Linked DNA regions of Pan troglodytes: region 1 is linked to region 2. A link is a contact called in public Hi-C data. All regions are on one chromosome and are shown on one strand. Each heading gives the region's core, a stretch centred on a gene start, on an enhancer-like site or on the middle of the called end of the contact. The rest is flanking DNA. Distances are from core to core; before and after follow the strand shown.

Region 1 (7,401 bases), core at 3,103-5,602, 680 kb after region 2:
TTAGTTCATGTCTTTTATTAACTCATACACAATTAATTGTCTTCTGGTTTGCTGAAGCAATGAGACATTTGTCACAATAATGTCTGTCAAAGTGGCTGGCCATAAACGCTCCAGTACCACATTCATCTGAAGAGCACTCTAGATGAAGGCGACTTATTTTGCCATTCTCATCCACCTTACAGTATTTCAGGACAGCCAGCTTCACCTTCTTTCGCTTACGCTTATTCTTCTCAGGAGTGGTGTAAACATTCAGTAAAAAATAATTGAATATCTAAGTGCCACGTACTGTTCCAGTACTGAAGATACAACAGTGAATAAAACAGACAGGATCTCTTTCTTGTAATTCTAACATTCTAGTAGAAGAGACAAAAAATAATTGGGCCAAAAAAATATTAAGTAGTGCGATGTACTTTGGGAGAATATAAGCAGGGTGGAGGTGCTGGTGGTAGGTGGGGTGAGGATGCGACCGTAGAATGGAGAGTGAAAGAGTGGGAGAGTAGGAAGGCCTCTTCAGGTAGGTGTCATTTAAGCTCAGATCTGAATGGCAAGTGTGAGAAGCTCGGGTTGATCATATCAGGCAGAGGGAGGAGCTGTTGCAAGTCTTAAGTGGGGAATGAACTTTGTGTTTTTAAGTTGGCAAAGACCAGTGTGGCTGAAATGCAGTGGATGAAAAGAGGGGCAGGAGATGCAATATGGAGAGAGAGGTAGGTGCCAAACCTAGGTAAGGCCTGGAAGCTTGAGAGTGGTGAGCTCAGAGACCTGCTAAGAGTTTGATATGGCATTAGGAAAGGGACTGTGTTAGGTGATGAGAGAAGTGATTTGGGAGATACAGGCAAGAAACAGATTCTGACAAGCCCTACATGGAGGATCTGGGAGGTATTATTTCTGCTCAGTGCTATGCAGAGAATCCCAAGGAGGCCATGACTAAAGTCATTCAAAGAAAACCTTTCATGTTTATGCCTTCAAGGAAGGTATGAATACTGAATCTTATCTTTATTACTTGTTCTTGAATCAAAGTCATCAATGAGAACTTAGAACTCTTCTCAGGTGTGCCCCTAAATTCTGATTAATGTAAGATTTATTTTTGCAACATTTGAGTATACTTACCCTGATGGTGATTTCTGTTCGATGGAATGTTAAACTAAGTTGTTTTGTAAGAGGAGAATATATTTTACAATGACTTAAATGTTGAGGCAGCACATAATGTCATGTTGGTAACAAATATGTGATATTTATTTATTAGAGCATGAGAGTATTTTGCCTCCTGATATATGAGGCAGACATTGCTATTTGTCTACCTTATATCCATGGTTTCCCCTTCATTCTTATCAACAGAACCTCAATTTTGTTTGCGAATGAGCCCAAACAAAAATACTTGTGTTCTAAACTTCCTTGCAGCTAGGGATCATCCTGTGACACAGTTCTGGTCAACATGTAGGTGGAAGTTTCTAGGGAGTGTGATCTTTCCTGAAGAAAAAGGCAAAGTCTGGAGAAAGCCCTTTTTCCTGTTCCCTTTCGTGCTTCCCCTTCCTTTCTGGTATTTGTAAGCATTTAGTGACTTGATGTTTGGAGTCTTCTAATTTCTTTAAACATATTGCAAAATAGTATGTGGAGCTGAAGACCACTGTCCCATGAGGAGGTGGGCTAAATCTTTGTGATGTTTGCACTGGTCTGGAGCTAAACTGCAGGCATAAAACTATAGTAAGGTAATTTTATCAAAAGTACAGTATCTCTCAGAATTCATTATACTGAAGGCTGTACTTCATGTTTGTAGTGATAAGTAGTTTCTCCCTTTCCTTGATCCAGAATGTATGTATGTAGTGATACATAAGTTTCTCCCTTTCCTTGATCCAGAAAAATCTAGTCAACGATTATTTCTTAAATGTTCATTTAACTATATATATACTAACTATAATTTCAATTTCAAATGTAACACTTCCTTTTGTGCCATGAGGGATACAGCAAGATTTTTTCAAGTTCCTGGGCCTGTAGATTTAAAAAAAAAGAAAGAAAGAAAAGTAAGAAAAAAAGAAAAGAAATTAAAAAGAGGAAAAGATTTTTGTTCTTGGGAAGCTGATAATTTCATGAGATGACAGATGTGTTCACAAATAAATGTAAAACAAGTACGTATATGATGTGGTGGGCCATGGCCAGGCCTGCCGCAGAACGACTAAGTGGATGTGAAGGGATTTGGAAAAAAAGCCCCTGCCCCAAATGCAAAGCACACATTTCCAGGGCTGGAACCTGGATGTTAGGCCTAGGTGATGTGACTCCAGAGTGGCAAAACTGTTGCCTTATGTATAGTATAAATTGTTTCTGGATGGTGAAGAGCCTAGGGTTATAAAAGTTATTGAGTCTACAATTCTGTGAGACATCTCATTCTGTATAGGCCCTGTCACTGAGTTGCAGTGTGCCTCTAGATACAAGGAGTCAGTGTGAGCTGCTTCCTCCCCCACAACCTGCCTCCGTATTTGGTTTCTGTGCTCTGTGCAGTTTACTGGCTGCTTCAGAAGTAAACAAAGTAAAAGCAACCCTGAAATGTTGCCCATTAAATAGCATCTTTGAGTAGGCCATGTGGGGAGGTAGTAAGTGCCATTAGGGCATTATTAGGATGAGTGTCAAAGAGTTGTGAGGAGGAAGAAAATTCTGGCTGGAGGCTTCAGGAAGGTGGCAGCATGAGCTACATCTTGAAAGGCGGATAAAATTTCTTAAGGTGAAGATGGGAGGAAAGGCATTACAAGAACAGGAAAGAATATGAATGAGGAAATGGAGGTAGGAGAACAGAGCTGTGTATTGGAAATGAAAAGCAGTCCTGTTTGGCTGAAGAACGAGAACTGTATGAGGAAGCAGTGAAAGATGAGGCTGGAAAGGGAGTCAGGGCCAGGCTAAAAGGGTTGGCATTTAAAGTTAGTCATGGGAGCCATGGAATGTTTTTGAGCAACTATTAAAGCAGGTGGATTCGTAAAATAGGGAACACACAAATAAATCTGGCAGCATTACTGTGCATGAAACATGGATGAAAAGACTGGGAGATCACTTAAAATGCCCAGGCATGAACTGAGGTCACATGTGATCACAGAATAGGACAGGAATTTAAGAGTGCTATTTTAAAACTAATTGCTTTGCGGGTGGGGAGGGGGTGGTGCATCAAAGGGAAAAAAGACTATGAATTTGAGTTTTGGAATTTAACATATGGGAGGATAATAAATAGTACAGTGAACAAAGGGAAGACAGGAAGAAGGAAATATAGTATTCGTTTCAGAGATGTTGGGTTGAGGCACAAGTGGAACATTCTGGTGGAAATGTGCTACAGGCAATTGAAAATAGAAGAATAGAGCTCAGCTGAGAGGTGGAGTGGCGGATGACTCACCTACATTGAGGTGAGTCAGGGACTTTGATCTGTCATAAGCATAGTATATGAACCTAATAACAGGCTCTAAATACTAGACAAATGTCCTAACAAGGAAGACAGAGATCTAGGAGTGCCTTGAGAAAAAAGGCAGCACTGCGATTATTGATCTGTATAACTCGTGTTTGTTTTACCAGCTGTGAAGTTCTCAGAACTGGCAGGTAGTATTGTCAAGGGACACATTCTTGTATAGAAACCCACAACGCTGAATCGTCATATATTCCTAGTCTAGAATCTGAGATATACACGAACTCCACAACTAAGTAGACGAAAGCATCCCTTTTTTTGGGGGGAGGGATGGGGGGCACATAACCCTGAACCACGGTCCAATTACAGGTACAGTACTGATGATGGCTTAAGTAGTTCATGGAACTAGTTAAAACTAAAACCATGGAAATGTTACCCAGGAGAGGTAAGGCTGCGTGCCTGGCAGGTGCCGCAGGGAAGTAGGGGAAAGGTTAAGGAGAACACCAGCCTCCGGAGAAAGAGAAGCAAAGGTGATTGCATAGCTGCCAGCTGGAAGCCGACTCTCGTCATAGGGCATACTCGCCCCACTGTGCATCGCCGGTGCCTACCTCACCCAGTTCCAAGGCGGGGGCGCGCCGAGGCAGGGGTGGGGTCACCAAGAAAAAAGCAAGTGGGCAGAAAAGCCCGTTGGGAAGAGACGGCCGGGAGGAGGCCCCGGCCCCAGCCTTACTACGTTTCCCAGAATTCAGTGAGGCCACGAAGACAGGCTCCCTGGGCGCGGACGGAAGACTGGCCGCATGGGATTTGTAGGCAGGATCCGCGCCCCGCCCGACGGAGGAGTACAGTGGGGAGGTGTGCAGGGATTGGCTGGGAAGCGCTCAAGCCCCGCCCACAGAGTGACGTCAGGTGGCGGTATTGCTACTTAAGGCGTCGTGGCCTCCCCTGCCCCGCCTTAGCTCCCGCGCTAGAGAGAAACATGTATCGTTTTCGATCACAGCTCTTCACGGGGATTTCTGCTGCCGCCACCGCCCACTCTTACCCCCGCCGCTTCTCGACTCCGTTGTTAGCCGAAGACTCGCCTCTCAGCCGCCCGCCGCACAGACGCACGAGTAAAAAGTGCAGCTCCATCGGCTGATCCTCGCTAAGCTCCGACTCTGGGCGGCACCAGGCGTCCCACGATGCCGAAGAACAAGAAGCGGAACACTCCCCACCGCGGTGGCAGTGCTGGCGGCGGCGGGTCAGGAGCAGCCGCAGCGACGGCGGCGACAGCAGGTAAGGGGTATCCCCGCTGCCGGCATCCCGGTTGCCGGCCAGGCTGGCGAGTCTTCCATGCTTGGGCACGGTGGGAGTTGTAGTTCTTTTTCTGATGTACACATTTGCATTTCCAGGGTGCGTGGTTTGGCTACTGAACTACAATTCCCAGCGTGCCCTAGGCGCTGCTCCTCGCGCGATTTAGATCTGGCGTGCGAACCGGACTCTTGGGCACCGGCCGTGGGGGGCAGGGAGGAACGGGTCCTTGGGCCTGAGAGTGTGTCGGGACAGGGGCTGACCGGGAGCTGGGCGGGAAAGGAACCATTGTCAGAGTTCCTTTCTCGGCGGCGATCTCGCCCGATCTCTCCCCGACCACGGGTGGGGAAGAACGGGGAGTTGAGTCCGTGCAGTCACTGGCCGCCTTTGACACCCTGGCTCCAACATGGAGCTCCTGGGATGCCAAACGTCCGGCGGGTTTGGACGGGCTCTTGCGTCACGCGGCCTGGGCCTTGCGCGGTGGGCCCGGGGTGACGCAGAGGCGCCGGGGAAGCTTTCCGTCTCGCATGTCCACCTGGCCAGGGGAAGGCGTCGGAGGCGGGGGGACCACTTTCTCCCCCCTAGGCTGTGCTCCTTCCCCTAACTGGCACCTGCAGAAGCCCTGAACCTCTAGGACCTCTGCGACCACCCGAGGCGACCTTCTGCTCACGGGGGGAAGAAACGCGTTCTCCTTTGTGCTGCATTCTATATGTTGTCTGCAGTGAGCCACAGAGAGGCAGGGTAGTGAGGAGCTTAGGTTGCAGTTGGCTAAAAGTTGAGGTTATTGTGCCCTCGCTACGAAGTTGAAACTTTTCCTGGGTGGGATGAGTAGGTGCTTAACTGAATTTATGGTTTTCTACTTATTATATGGTTAAGAAAAAGGATTCCAATTGGAATTGGAAGGCCCTTCTAGGAGAGACCCCAATAAACTCAAATCGAGTATTAAATAACCTGGGTAATATTTTATTTAGAAATTTAAACAGGAGTTAAATATTGGAGTATTCTCCGACGTTATCACACTGGAACTATTAGCCATCAGGTATTTTTGGACACAGTTGCCCCTCCGCCACGGCTGCCACTCAGAATGATATGCCTTTGTTCACAAGAAAAGTAAATATGGGGTTATGTTGTTAAAGGTTATTGGAAACTGGCATTTAAAAAAGCTCAAAAACTCGTGATCATGTATTAAACATTTAGTAATTGACCATAGGGAGGGATTCTTAAAACAGCAATTTTTTACATTTTTTAGGTGCCTCTTTATTTTGAATGCTCTCCATGTTGATGAAATTCATTCTTTATCAAGATGTAAAATATGTAATTAGTTTATTGTGGCCTCTGGTTGCTCTATGTGAATTGAGGATACTTTTTTTTTTTTTTTAAGGGAAAGAGGGAGTCTGGCTCTGTCGCCCAGGCTGGAGTGCGGTGTGGTGTGATCATAGCTCACTGCAACCTCTTAACTCCTGGGCTCAAGCAGCTCTCCCTCCTCAGCCTCCTGTAGCTAGGACTACAGGCATGTGACACCATTCCTGGCTATTTTTTACATTTTTTGTAGAGACAAGGTCTATGTTGGCCAGGCTGGTCACGAGTCCCTCGTCCCCAGGGATCTTCCTGCCTCAGCCTCCCACAATGCTGGGACGGTGCCTGGTCTGAGGATATTTCTTACCACTGTGTTTCAGCTTTTCCTCATCTGAATCAAACATTTGAATTCTTTCTAGAAGATATTTATTTTATTATTTTACCCTTTTGTTGATGAAATGGAAAAGTTTGAAAGCTAAAGTTTGAAAGTTATAATGATGTTAGTAATGGCCTAGATCACGCACAAACCTTTAATCCCGTCTAAAGTTTCTGGGCAAGCCTCCTTCCCTCTTTGTGCTTATAGTACCTATACAGGCCTCTGGTGGCTGTATGGGGATTGCCTTTTAAATTTTGCCTCAGGGCTCATTTGTGACCTTTCATCAGCTTTATTGCTGCTACCTTTTCACTATTTTAGTAGAAAAGATCCATTTCACCACTGAATTTTAGCATATGTAAACAAGTGGAAAATAATTCTTTGATTAATTTATAACACAATACATGCTTTGAATATCTTTGGAAGTGTGTGCTAGAACTTGTTAACTGTGGTTACCTCAGAAGTGGAGCTGGGGAAAGGTATGGGGGTGAGATTTACTTTTTAAAACTTTAACTTGGTCCTATGTGAATGTTTTACTTGTTTAATAAACAATGAATAAATAATAGTTGAGTAGAAGAGATGGAAAATTACACAAACTTTTGCTTACTTAACAAGCCACTTACCCAACTAGTATTTTTAAATGACATCTAAAAGAAATGGGATTCAAATGAGGTCTCCACTATGTAACCAAATTGTCATTATTACTTTAATGAGTTTTCCATTTAAACTCTTTATTTTTTTTATGTTAGTGGAGAGTTTTAGGAAGCTAATAAAATTGACTTCTTTTATACAGGTATGTCATAGCACTTAATTTAAAGAGAATATTTTTAAGAAAGAACAAAACCTTGTTAGTAAGCCCTCTAGAAGTAAGTACTTTATGTGCCTAGAGTGCCATCTCTTTAATGGTACTTAGGATCACCGTGTGGGTGAGTTTGACCTAAATATCAGGCATTCATACAGGGTTCTTTTTCTTGATACATATATATGTGTATTTTTTTTCTTTCCCTCGAATCTTAGAAATCATTAATACTGATGAGTTAAGGGAGCAGAGTAAGAGCTGCATAGGAGG
Region 2 (7,170 bases), core at 2,915-5,414:
ACTTTTTTTGGGTTTTGAAAATAATAAACTACAGAGGAAACAATAGTTCAAAGGCATTGATATCTTAACAAAAGTTGATAAGCTATTGGGGGGGGGTCTGTGATTTAGAAAATAAAGGTCCCCAATTTCATCTGAAACCTTTGGTGCCACATGTTTCAGAATGAAGAACTTTTCAGATTTTAGAAAGGCAGTATAGGGCCATATATGGTATATTATGTAACCCCTAGCAGGATCTAGGGCAGGTTCCTTTAATCAAATGCATTACATTACATTAATAAGGCTGGGCATGGTGGTTTATGCCTGTAATCCCAGCACTTTGGGAGACAAAGGCTAGAGGACTGTTTCAGCCCAGGAGCTCAAGACTAGCCTGAGCAACATCGTGACACCTCATCTCTACAACAAATCAGAAAATTAGCCAGTTGTGATGGCACATGCTTGTGGTCCCAGCTACTTGGGAGGCTGAGGTGGGAGGATCACTTGAGCCCGGGAGGTCAAGGCTGCAGTGAGCCATGATCATATCACTGCACTCCAGCCTGGGCGACAGAGCAAGACCCAGTCTCAAAAACAAAAAGGAAATATAATATTTCTACAGTGAAACACATGAACATTCACACTAAGTGAAATAAAGTTAATAAATGGACTTGCATTAGAAAAGCTTGGGTGTATTATTAGCCAATGAGCTTTGGAGCTGAACAAATGAAAACATCTCTTGGTTTTCAGATGCTGACATCTGCAGATGAGGAATTTCAATTCAACGTGATGTATTTGTATTGAGCACCTACTACCTGTCCCTGTTATTGAAGACCTTCTACACTAGGAGTTAAACCAGGAAACCAATAGCTTTAATCGACAGTGAGGACATTCTAGGCAGCAAGAACAAGAGAAAAACACAAAAGCTGTTAAGAGTGGGCTGTGTTCAGGGAACAAAACAGCTGAATTTGATTTGTTCCATTTGACAGAACGTAAGATTACATATTCTAATAAAGTAGGCAGCTGATGTTTGAAAGGTTGTGTTTAGTAATGCTCCTTTTATCATTATCAGCATGCTATTTTTTATTAGCATTGTATGTGTATATGACATTTCCAAGGGCTAGGACCATTGATGAGACTTCACAGGATTTAATGCTCTGGGTAGTAAGTAGCTAAAGGCTCTCTGAATCATTAATGCAGCATGGATGACTAAAAACACTTCTACAAGTTGGACCCATGCCATTCAGCGGGAAGCATAATAAGACTTTTTGAGCACTGCGTTTAGCGGTCTCCCCACTTCCATGGAAGGTACCAGGGCACAACATGTAAGCAGCCAGCTTTTGGGGACTCTGGACCTCAGACTGGACAAGAATACAACTGTACTGATGTAATCTGCTGAATAGAGTTCAATTTTAATTTTTAAATCCTTAGCTTAATTGAACATGATAGGCTGAGAGTAGTTTCAATGCTGAGACATTCCAGGTAAGACAAACATTTCTTGAAAAACAATTTGGTCAGGAGCTGTTCTTTCTTCTGGATTGACAGAATAGGCTTGTGACCTAAATAAGGTATGAATTACATTATATTTGCACAATTGGCACACTTCCTATCAGAGAACTATGGTAATGAAAGGGTGAGACCCAGGCTCAAAAACAAACACATTATTATTTCTGCAGTGAAACAAATGAACATTCACACTAAGTGAAATAAAGTTAATAAATGGCTATAATGGATGTAGCAAGGGAGGCTGTGAGACTGCAGGGCTATGGCTGACATCGAGGTGCTGTCGCTGGAAGAACAGCACAGACAGCTGGGTGGGATCCCACCCTGGATGTGGCTGCCTTCAGCTGCTGCTCTCCCTGCTCTCCACAACTGGGGCCTGGAGCTGGGGTCACATTTTACAACCGGAGGGCTCTTGAGAGCTGTGGTTACCAGGTTCTACAGTGGCACCCACTGATCTACAGTGGGTGCTCCACCCAGGACTGCTCAGTGAGACTAATACGCTGCCATCCTTTCTACTGGGAACTGTAACAACAGGGACTTACTGTGCATCGGGCACTGTGCAGAGACTTGACATTAGCCTCCTTCAGCCTGTAAGAAACCTACTGCTAGAAGAGAGTAATATAATTGGCTTTGGAATCAGAAATATCTGGGTTGGAGTCTCTCTTCAACATCTTGCTATGTGATCTTTGGCAAAGTATTTTGACCTCTTGTCAAAAATTGCAAAGCCAGGAATAAGAATATATACCTCATAGCTTTGATATGATGATTAAATAAGATAAAGCAGGTAGTATTAGCACTGGTATGATACACTAAGCACTGAAGGTCATACAGCTATAGTAATTAGGAGAGCTGGAATTCCAAGTCTTCTAACTCAAGGGCCTGAATAGTTTTTTTACATGTAGCAAATTGAGTTGTTTTCAAGGAATCCCTCCATCTGGACACATTAGGATAATATTAATATTCACCTTCTCAGCCTTGGTAATAGCGGTCAAGACCATAAACATTCACTATTTTACTATGAGTGCTTCCAGAGAATCTGGGTCAAAGGAGAAGTAATGAATATACGGCACAACTCCAAGTGAACAACTGTGATGAGAAAGTGCTTGAGAATAAGCTCTGATCCTTACCACTTCACGCTTTTCCACTTCAAACCAGCGAGAGATGCCAGGCAAACTCTGCACCAAGTATAATGACGTTCTCTCCACCCAGAGACTCTACAAAACACAAAACACATTAAGTCTCCCAAGTTGTCCTTCTTTCTAGCTACTTCCATGACTAGTGTTTGTCGGTCACTGTTACCAGGCTTTGCTTATTCCTGTCAGCCTTTCTTTAGTCTTCATTCAAGCACTCATGAAACTATCACAGTGAGAGACTGCTGAAGCTGATTTTAACAATTCCACTGTATGTCATCAAACTTTTTTCCATGTGGAATAAATGAGCTCCTACTTCAAACAGCAAGCTTAAAAATACAAAAATAGGCTATATCATGTTATTTTCTTTGCTATTTCTCCAAAATTCTAATTCACACTCTCTTCACTCCTTAACATCTAACCACTTATATCTAGAAGGGTCAGCCAGTCAATGTATCAGCCTGTCAACGTAAGATTAGAATAAGAGTCCTAAGGGAAGCAAAGGCTTTAGGAACCACACAGCATGATCTATGTTAAGGATGAGGACACAGCCGGGCACGGTGGCTCACGCCTGTAATCCCAGCACTTTGGGAGGCCGAGGCAGGCAGATCATGAGGTCAGGAGATCAAGACCATCCTGGCTAATATGGTGAAACTGCGTCTCTGCTAAAAATACAAAAAAATTAACCGGGCGTGGTGGCGGGCACCTGTAGTCCCAGCTACTTGGGAGGCTGAGGCAGGAGAATGGCGTGAACTTGGGAGGTGGAGCTTGCAGTGAGCCGAGATCGCCCCACTGCACTCCAGCCTGGGCGACAGAGCGAGACTCCATCTCAAAAAAATTACTTTTTTTTTGAAGACACTAGGTCTTAAAGCAGCAATGTGACTTGCTCAAAAGCTACACTACCGATAGAGCCAGCATTAGAACCTACCCACTAGGACCTCTGACTCCTTGTCAGTTGCTAAATCTACGGTGCCACATTTTCTTGTGCTTGTTTGAACTGCTGTTAATAGAGGCAAATCTGTATTTTAGAGCCAGGGCTTCCTCTGGCCGGGACGAGCAACCCCAGGACATGTGAAACCATGCTGCCTTTGGTATGAGCTGCTGTTGATGACACGTTTCTTTTTTGTCAACCAGGTTTTAGTATCTACGCCTCATCTTTCTTACTTAAACCAAGTGTATTCCCAAGAGGATAATACACTTTACAAAATTCCTGAAATAGTGCCATTTACTCAAACCACAACAACAAAAAAAAATGGAAGAGTTTCTTTGAGCCAGCCAAGCTGTGCCGAGATGAATAGGGCAGAGATCCTGTGACAAGAGCTCGCAGTGTTCTGGTGGTGACAGGGAGGTAAGCAGATGAATAAGAGCTCAGAGTGAAGAGAAAGGGATGTTCAAGGCTCTGGGGGCCAACAGAGGGGGATGCAGGCACACACGCCAGCCTGGGGGAGGAGGACAGCAGTTCTCAGAGGGGGCGACGCGTGAGCTGCATTCTGAGGAGTGAGTAGGAGTTTGCCAGGAGGAGAGTGGGGGTAGCAGCGCTGGCAGGAGGAGCGGCTTGCGAAAGGGCTTGGCGGGAGAGGAAGAGAGAAGCTGAGTGTCGCGGAGGCTGAGAGGGAGGAGGGGTGAGTGGGTTGTGGTGGAGATGAGGCTTCTGGAGGGCGGTTTGGAGCCAGATTCTGAGGGCTATAAAGCAGAGGAATCAGGAGCCAGATTTATTATTATTATTTTTTAGGGAGATTGCTGCACCACTGATACAGATTTAAAGTGACAGCCACAAGGAAATGTAGTACGGTGGAAAAAACAATGGAGAAGGAGGCAGAAAATGTGAGTTCTAGGACTGGAGCTACCGGTAACTAGAAGGTGACTTTGAACAAGTCAATTGCCTGATTTCAGTGATTTCTGACTATGTTGTCACTAAAAGCAACTGCAAGAAGAACTATATCATCAACTAGCTATATCTTCTTTAATTGATTTTGGAAGGCACAAAGAATAAGTTTCCAGAAAAAACAAGAACATGATCATGGATCTTTTTAATACTATCCCATTGTTGTTTTCCAGTGGCCTCCTTGCCTTGATATTTAGCCCATCAAATCTCTGGGCACAAGGGACTGCTCTTTATTCAATCCTGTCATAACTCTGCAAAACCTTCCCCTTCTGATCTCCTCTCGGTTGTGAATGATCCCTGGAAATACTTCGGGGAGTACTGGGAACTGACACCGGCAGAGCTGACCAAGTGAGTTAACATGAGACAATCGTGTTAGGAGCACATTTCCTAGCTTAAGCAGGGAACATCTGTGATGAAAAATGCTAAGCCAATTAACTCACAAAAATAAGCTAATTTTGCATTCTTTGTTTAGATATGAAATACTAACTGGGGGGGGTGTCACTATGTCATTGTTTGCAAAGAAAGGGGCAGACTCTATCTACTGAACAATCTTGCCTCTTTTCTGCAGTGGGGCTATGAGAAACCTTGTCCCTTTCTGGCTGAGGGTGCTGAAGTAGGAAGGCGTGTTGGAACTACTGAGAGCAGAGAACTCAACACACACAAAGAATCCAAAATTTGGTTTTACTCGGAGTCCTGAGAAGTTCTAATTACACACTGTTCTAGCAAGAACAAGCAGCAAAGATGGCACATAACTTACCCAACGTACCAGCAGTCTACCCAACTGTTCTCTGTCTTCAGGAACTCCTTTTCTCTGTTCATTATGTATTCTTTATTCATTGAACTTTACGTGAAAATAAACATCCCAAGATTCCCACAATTGGTTCAACATAAATGAATAAGAGGACTGACTTCAGCCAGGAGTTCTCAAAGACTGGTCTAAGAACCACCAGCATTAGAATTGTTACAAAAAAGCTGATTTTAGGACCTCCTCCCAGACCAACTGAGTCAGAATTCCTGAGCTGGGCACCAGAAATCTGCTTGGTTAGGGAGCACTCCATGTCACTCTGATGCACGTGGAGCTGCAGAACCACTAGACTAAATGATTTATATAGTCCCTTCTGTTTCTGTCACTTGACACTATTCTGAGTAAATATTTACCAAGGGCTGTGCCCCAAGGGGCTCGCAGTCTATCTGAGGAGTTAGCATGTAATAAGAATTGCATGGTACCTTGAATTCATTCTCTTTATCTTTTGTGCCTTTGTGAAATGGTCGGTCATAGCGGAATTTCCAGATGTGATTCACTTTATAGAAGCTTTTGATGTTGTCCGGAACACCCTCTCTCTGCAGGACCTCCTGGCTCTCTGGAATGGGAGTCACAGCATATATCTGCAAATCTAGGATTAAAGAGTCAAGGAGAGAACCTGACTTGGCAAACTCCATGGAAGTCTGGCTTGGGCTGAGCTATGGCAGAGAGAAGAGGATGGGTAACAATCTTCTGTTTCCATTTCAGTTGAAGTCATTAAAAAAATTACCAAGAAGATGCCAAGAACTCAGTTCTAGCAAATCACTTCTCAAACTACAGGTCTTGAACTAGTTCTAGGTAGGTAAAGTATCAGCTTGAAATTTCCATGACTTGAAATTTTCATGACCTATGAATTCAGATATCACTAATTTTTGTGTGTGTGTGTGTAGGTAGATGGGAATGGTTTGGGCCTTAGGTACTCAGAATTAGGATAATCCTAATCCTTGTTCATGAGACATCTATTAGTCTGTGCATGACACATTTAAATTTATTGTTTGCTTATAATAACATGTAAATATCTATGCAACCACGACCAAAGACAGAAACTAGAACACTGACGATGACTTACATTTATCTGTGTGATTATCTGTGTCCCTAGCCTTCCCACATCTGTGATAACTGCTGTCCCAAATCTTGTATTCATATGCAGGGTGTTTAGTTATAGTTTATATTTTTAAAAATTACATTAAAGGAGTATCATATTAACTTGTATATTTACCTCCTTCTCTTCTTATTTAAAGAAAGATAGCAAAATATTTTTCCTATGTACTTTCTTGCATGTCTTGCATTTTGGTTTCTGCTTTGAAATGGTATTCATAATTGTCAGTGGAAGTTTTAAAAGTGTTTTTTAAGACCATCAGGTTCAGGAAAAGGCAGAGGGGTTCAGAAAAGAGTGCTGGGGTGAACTGCCTTTGTCTCTAACACCTATATAATTTCAGCTCAGTTGTTTGTGTTTAGACAATAAGAGCATGAATTATACAGCAATGATTAAAGGCTGTTCAGGATGCCATAGCTAAAAGCCCCCAAAAGATACTGGAGTAGCTCTTTCTCTTCCATTCCTCATTCTAGAATACAAATAATCAGGGTGGGGGGAGGGGTGAATAATATGTGCCAGTAAACACAATACTATGATTTTCTTGAACTTAAGCAGTTTCCACAGGATATGTCAAAGGAAGATTATTCTAAAGGATATCACTAAAAAAAAAGCTTTAAAGGCAGGGTTGAGCTATACAAGAGGTTTAATTAAAAGGGAAAAATTCTTTCAAGAGAGTTCTTTCAACTGACATCATCGTAATAAATAGAACAATTAAGTTCTATTCAGAAGGAGTTAAGCTAAAATTAAGATGATGGGAAAGAGGGAGCAGTAAGGATGTGGCTAT

What was found. Hi-C and Micro-C count contacts between places; a contact is called where the count stands out from the background.
Region 1: a Hi-C map of stem cell-derived neural progenitor cells shows a contact between it and region 2, with 4 times the contacts expected there. The contact joins the promoter of LOC129135563 here to the enhancer-like site in region 2. A contact is called at or near these places in 2 of 7 Hi-C or Micro-C datasets (induced pluripotent stem cells and stem cell-derived neural progenitor cells) and 1 of 1 datasets of contacts at active chromatin or transcription factors (stem cell-derived excitatory neurons).

The regions. Positions count from the first base shown.
Region 1 is chr6:127,819,834-127,827,234 of NHGRI_mPanTro3-v2.0_pri, forward strand. LOC129135563 reads left to right here and starts at 4,353. Exons shown (of 1, transcript XM_055078606.1): 1 at 4,353-4,511. The coding sequence starts at 4,353. The coding sequence ends at 4,511. The region is part of intron 2 of IFRD1 (interferon related developmental regulator 1); the gene reads left to right.
Region 2 is chr6:127,135,412-127,142,581 of NHGRI_mPanTro3-v2.0_pri, forward strand. DOCK4 (dedicator of cytokinesis 4) reads right to left here. Exons shown (of 52, transcript XM_519315.8): 40 at 5,716-5,882; 41 at 2,601-2,687. Among named protein-coding and RNA genes, the nearest start is that of IMMP2L, 190 kb to the left of the region's middle. Within about 2 kb of position 4,165, at least 14 of the 24 cell types and tissues checked have an H3K27ac peak or open chromatin away from gene starts, as enhancers often do. A contact at or near this core is called in induced pluripotent stem cells and stem cell-derived neural progenitor cells, where this site is marked.